Regions from separate parts of the Mus musculus genome. Here region 2 is linked to region 1. The links are chromatin contacts, called in public Hi-C maps. All regions are on one chromosome and are shown on one strand. The core of a region is the stretch at or near the end of the contact, and the rest is flanking DNA. Distances in the headings are between cores, read along the strand shown.

Region 1 (2,835 bases), core at 19-2,518:
CCAGCCCTCTCTCCCAGCTTTTATACTTCACTTTCCTACATCTGAAATTCGTTAAATGAATGTTTGTAAAGCCTTTAGAACAGGGCCCTGATCACATCAGCACTGTTTGCTAAGAATATTTTGGTTCATCCGATTTCTAGTTTGTCTGTTGTTTGTTTGTTGCTGGGTAATGAACATCGGGCCTCGAGCTTGTTTTGTTTTTGGTTTTGTTTTTTCGAGACAGGGATTCACTGTGTAGCCCTGGCTGTCCTGGAACTCACTTTGTAGACCAGGCTAGCCTCAAACTCAGAAATCAGCCTGCCTCTGCCTCCCAAATGCTGGGATTAAAGGCGTGCGCCACCACACCCGGCTCTCAAGCTTGTATTTTATGCCTAAGCATCACTTACAGCTGTCGGGCTCACCACTAAACATCTCATTTGTACTGCCTGACGTTAAAATACCTAGATGTGTATGTGTCTTGGTTTCTGAAGAGGTGTCGTAAATTAGTGGTCGTTGTACTAGTAATGGGTGGATAAAGATTTATGGGGAAGTTTGGGGTCTGTCCCAAAATGGCTTAACGCCAAAAAAAAAAAAAAAAAAAAAAAAAAAAAAGAAAGCCTGCTATTTGGACACTGACTAGTAATTAGTAAAAATACTGTCTATTTGGAAATAATAGGGCGGTCTGCTGCCAACTAACTGTGAATGTGGAATCTAACAGGACAGTCCGACAACCAGCTGGCAATCACTTCAGGGTTTTCCAGTTGGGCCAGTCCCTTGTTTTCTGCTCTGGGATAGGAGTGGCAGCTTTGTTGCCTTATAGGGTTTTTTTGTTTTTTGTTTTTAATTTTATTTTAACAAGTTTACAGCTTGGGGTGTTTGAAACCTGGCAAAACGTATTTGTTTCAGGAAGATACCTGCAGTTCACCAGAAGACCTTTTTAATCTGGAGCGTGGTGAACCTTCCTTAGCCCCAGATGCCCTCTTTGGCCTTGTCCTCACTAAAGTCTCCACTCTTAACCACAACTCAGTTTTGCTTTTCTAATAACACCACCCTTTCGGAGAAACACAAGGGCGGAGTTGAGGGCGATCGCGTAGGCATTGCGCTTGCGCAATGGGCCGGGCGCGAGCGCCCCGGGGAGGCCACGCTCCCAGGGCTGATGTCCGGGGCGCCTGCGCAGTAGGCCTGGAGGCTGGCAAAACTGAATGGACTCACTTTTGGGGTGTGGTGTCAGTGCGGCTGCGCGCGAGCCGGTGCCGCGGTACTTAACTTCGCAGCCCCGGGTGTCGGAGGTAGCCATGCAGAGCGCACCCTTGGAGCAGCCAGCTAAGCGACCCCGCTGCGATGGCAGCCCAAGGACGCCACCGAGCACTCCTCCTGCAACAGCTAATCTGTCTGCAGACGACGACTTCCAAAACACCGACCTCCGAACCTGGGAACCGGAGGACGTGTGCTCCTTCTTAGAGAATCGTGGTTTCCGAGAGAAGAAAGTGCTGGACATCTTCAGAGGTAGCGGGCCTGAGGGACGAAGGATGGCCACCGTGGGGCCGAGCAGGGAGAGTCCACATGGGAGGCATCCTAAGGGGGAGGTCTCTGGGGGAAGCGGCTGGCGGGAACCCGCCGCTGGAGAAGGAGGCGCCCTGTCGGGATGCGAACACACGGGCTACCCGAGGTGGGCACAGGTGAAGTGCAAGCCCATCGGTTCACTCTGGGCGGCGAACCTAGTAGAGGCCCAGGGAGGTTTGGTAGAAGGGTCTTTTCGGGAACTTGTCACTTCTGCCAGGAGCGATCCCCGCCCTTCTTAGAAGATTTTACCCCAGACCTCCGGCTGTGGCTTGCGGTCTTTCAGGCTCACCTGGCTTGGGAGACCCTTTTGTGCTAACCGCAGCTCCCGGAACACTTGGCCCCATGAGAGATTTTGAGCGCTTTTAAGTTTAACTCTGAAGCTGGTCCCGGAATTTGGGGTTTTCCTTAAAGGGGAGGGAAGGTGCTTAATCTCTGGATTCTCACTGACTATCATAATAGCCTAGTAGGGTTCAGTATGTGCTCATTGTATTTGCAGAGTGCTACTAAGGGAATTTCTCTTCCAACATAAGAGCAAGTTATTCACTGAAACCCCAACATTCCACAACTTGGCCACTCAAGAATTTTAAGAATTTTAAGGGATGCTTCTGGTTCTTGGTCTTGCTCCCGTCAACACTTTGAATCTGCTCAACTTTTTTTTTTTTTTTTTTTTTTTTTTTTCTTGGTTGGTGGCTGTGAAGCTTAACCCCTTGCATGATCGATCCCCGGAGGTGTTCGCTTGGAAAGTGGCCCCTCCGTGGTTATGATTTTCAAATTCAGTGAACTTTACTTCTTGTGGGGTGGAGCCCCTTGTGCCTAACTGAAGGACTGACTTTAAGAAAGCTTTAAAAGGGGTTGCGGATTTAGCTCAGTGGTAGAGTGCTTAGCAAGCGCAAGGCCCTGGGTGCGGTCCTCAGCTCTGGGGGAAAAAAAAAAAAGAAAGAAAGCTTAAAAATAGGAACTCACGTTTCTCTTTTTCTCTCCCTCTACAGAAGAGTAACTTTGGGGGTGGGGGTGGGGTAAGACAGGGCCTGTCTTATGTAGTCTCTATAGACCAGCCTAGCCTCGAACTCAGAGATCCACCTGCCTCTGACTCCTGAGTACTGGGATTAAAAGTGTAGGCCACCACACCTGGCAAGATTTCATTTTAACTATATATATATAGTTATATATATAGTTATATATATATAGTTATATATATATATATATATATATATATATAGTGCTGGGGTCCTTGAGGCCAGACTGGAGTGACTCCATGATGGAGTTGCTGCCACAGGGGTGCTGAGAACTGAA
Region 2 (2,760 bases), core at 109-2,608, 6.9 Mb before region 1:
AGTGCCTGCCGCCCTGCAGCATTCTCTGGCTGTAATTAATAAGTACTCCTTTGAGTGCCTCAGCACACCACACTAAGTCAAACCTGAGCCCATCTCAACAAGCTGTTTGTTTGATTCCATGTTTGTGTACTTCCAACAGACCCTGCCTCCCCTAAGAGTGCTGCCCAGGCTTTCACACACACACACACACACACACACACACACACACACACACACACCACCTCTCCGGTGCCCGGCACTCCCTTACTCTGAACACTTCCTATTTTAGTGCTCATTCTGCTGCAGGAAGTCAAATGTCTTCTCTGTGAAACCCAAGTTTTTAGCTGTGTCTGAGAGAAGCACGACTCCCTCAGGCTCTAGGCTTTTTTTCTCCAGGTGAGACGGGGAGTGGTCCAGCACAACAGCAGTCAGTTCATCTTGACCCAAAACAACTCTAGATACTTCTAGAATCTAGAGCCAAGAGAGTATCGAAACAGAATTTGAACAGGACAAAGTCTGGCTGAGCCTACTGTGTCTAAACTCTATTTATTGGACCTCAGATTACCCACTCCCGGGTTGGTGTTTGTTTGTTTGTTTGTTTGTTCTTTATCAACGTCCCAACTTTGGGTGTTGGAAGGCTGAGGACGATTTGAAAAAAAGTAGGCAGTCACTCATGAACTCAGTAATAAAAGCCATTACCGCCATCACTACTAATACATCATCCTACATGGGGCGGACACCCTGAAGCCCCTTGGAAACTCTAGCCCCCCATAACCCTTTCTCCATTACTAGAACCGTGAAACGTTGGTACTGACACAGTAAGGCAGTTAGGAGCAATGACTTGGGACAGAACCACCAGGACCCAAAATCCCCGCTCCACCCCTTACTTAGCCATGGGACCTCCAATCAATGTTTCTAACGACTTCTGCCTCGAAAGCGAAGCAACAGGGTTAAGTCCTCGCTCACCCGGCCTCAGCATTCGCCCCTACATCCTCGGGTCCCTTCTTGGGGCGCCTTCCCCGGCCTCTGCTGGGGTCTCCCCTAACTTGTCCGCACGTTGCCCAGAGAGTGCTCTCTCTAAGCAAAACCACTTCTGCCCGGGCCAGCGGACGCTCCCTCCTCTCTCGGCAGGTGCTACTGCAGCCCGGTCACCAGCCTCGCGGGTCCCTCTCCTCCCGGCCCGAGCTCGCACGCCGGGGTCTACCCTCAGCAAGCTCGCGCCTTCTCTCCTCACCCAACTCTCTTGCCTCTCAGCCTACGGCCCCTCACCTGCGCGGTGGGTTCCTCAGCTGCACGGTCTCCATGGCGCTGCCGGCAGCCGCCCAGACTGCCTCAATGCTCCATCCTCCCGGAGCCCGCCCCGCGAACCCTCCCACACTTCCGCTTTCCGCCCCTACCGGAAGCGAGAGGAGGCTGGGCGGAGCGGCGGGAGTCACGTGGCACAGTGGCGGGCGGATACAGAAGTCAGAAAGCCGAAGAGGTGCCTCTCGGGCGGCCTCTAGTGGCCCGAGTGTCAGCGACACCCTCTCCTTGACTTGCCTTTGGACTGAATACTTTCAAGCCTGACTCCTTGAGGGTTCTCCAGTTTCTCAGATGGGGAGGCTGTTAGCAAAGCACGGGCTTGATAAGTGAGTTCTTAAAATATATATATATAAATATATATATATATTTATATATATGTATATATATATTTATATATGTGTGTATATATATATTTATATATGTGTGTATATATATATTTATATATGTGTATATATATATATTTATATATATTTATATATATTTATATATATTTATATATATTTATATATATATTTTATATATGTGTGTGTGTGTATATATATATTTATATATATTTATATATATATATTATATATATATATATATATAGAGAGAGAGAGAGAGAGAGAGAGAGAAAGAAAAAGAAGTGAGTTCATATTAGGGCCAAGGGGAAAAGCCCCAAGCCCTCTGTAAACTAGGGCGCAGTCAAGAAACCATCAAAATCTCTGCTCCAAGACTGGAGAGGTTTTATTGTAGATGAGACCAAACAGCATCTGGAAGACTCCTGAGCAGAGAGAAAAAAACAGACTGGCCAAGGCCAGGGCTATATCTTCCGGGCAGAAAAAATTAGCGAAGAGGGAGAAGAGCCGGTCGGGACCTTGCTGTAGCGTAACTGCTGCGGAGGGGAGTGTGCAAGTTGTAATCTGGAACAGCCTGGGAGCATAGTGGAGGAGGTAAGGAGGGCCAGGCTGCTTTGCTACTCATAACAGATATATGTTACTAGGGACCAAGGACCCTGCAGGTTAGCTTGGCTTAAGTCTCCTTTACCAAAGGCAAGGACGATAAAGGAGTGACTCCTTTTGGTAGACAGAAACCAACAGGTTACAGAGGACTACTCGGGTCTGTCCACCAGCAATCCTTTTGTTTACACTTTCAATATTCAACACAAGCCTTCCCTTTTGGGGGAGGAATTGGGGGTTCGCTTTGGACCTGGCACACCCCCAAAAACGGAAAGATCCACTAATTTAGTCCAAAATGACAGTCTAGACTCAGCTCAAGCCGATAGGGTTATTGACAAAAATAAAGCTCAAGGGCTGGAGGGGTGGCTCAGTGGTTAAGAGCACTGACTGCTCTTGAAGAGGTTCTGAGTTCCATTCCCAGCAACCACATGGTGGCTCACAACCTGTAATGGGATCTGATGTCCTCTTCTGGCGTGTGACTGAAGACAGCTGCAGTGTACTCACATACATAAAATCAATAAATCTTTTTAAAAAAATAAAA

What was found. Hi-C and Micro-C count contacts between places; a contact is called where the count stands out from the background.
Region 2: a contact with region 1 is called in a Hi-C map of CD8 T cells, with 4 times the contacts expected there. The contact joins the promoter of Stk4 here to the promoter of Samhd1 in region 1. A contact is called at or near these places in 4 of 484 Hi-C or Micro-C datasets (CD4 T cells, CD8 T cells and regulatory T cells).

The regions. Positions count from the first base shown.
Region 1 is chr2:157,133,529-157,136,363 of GRCm38.p6, reverse strand. It overlaps Samhd1 (SAM domain and HD domain, 1), which reads left to right and starts at 1,268. Exons shown (of 16, transcript NM_018851.4): 1 at 1,268-1,485. The coding sequence starts at 1,275.
Region 2 is chr2:164,072,736-164,075,495 of GRCm38.p6, reverse strand. Stk4 (serine/threonine kinase 4) reads right to left here and starts at 1,358. Exons shown (of 11, transcript NM_021420.4): 1 at 1,249-1,358. The coding sequence starts at 1,283.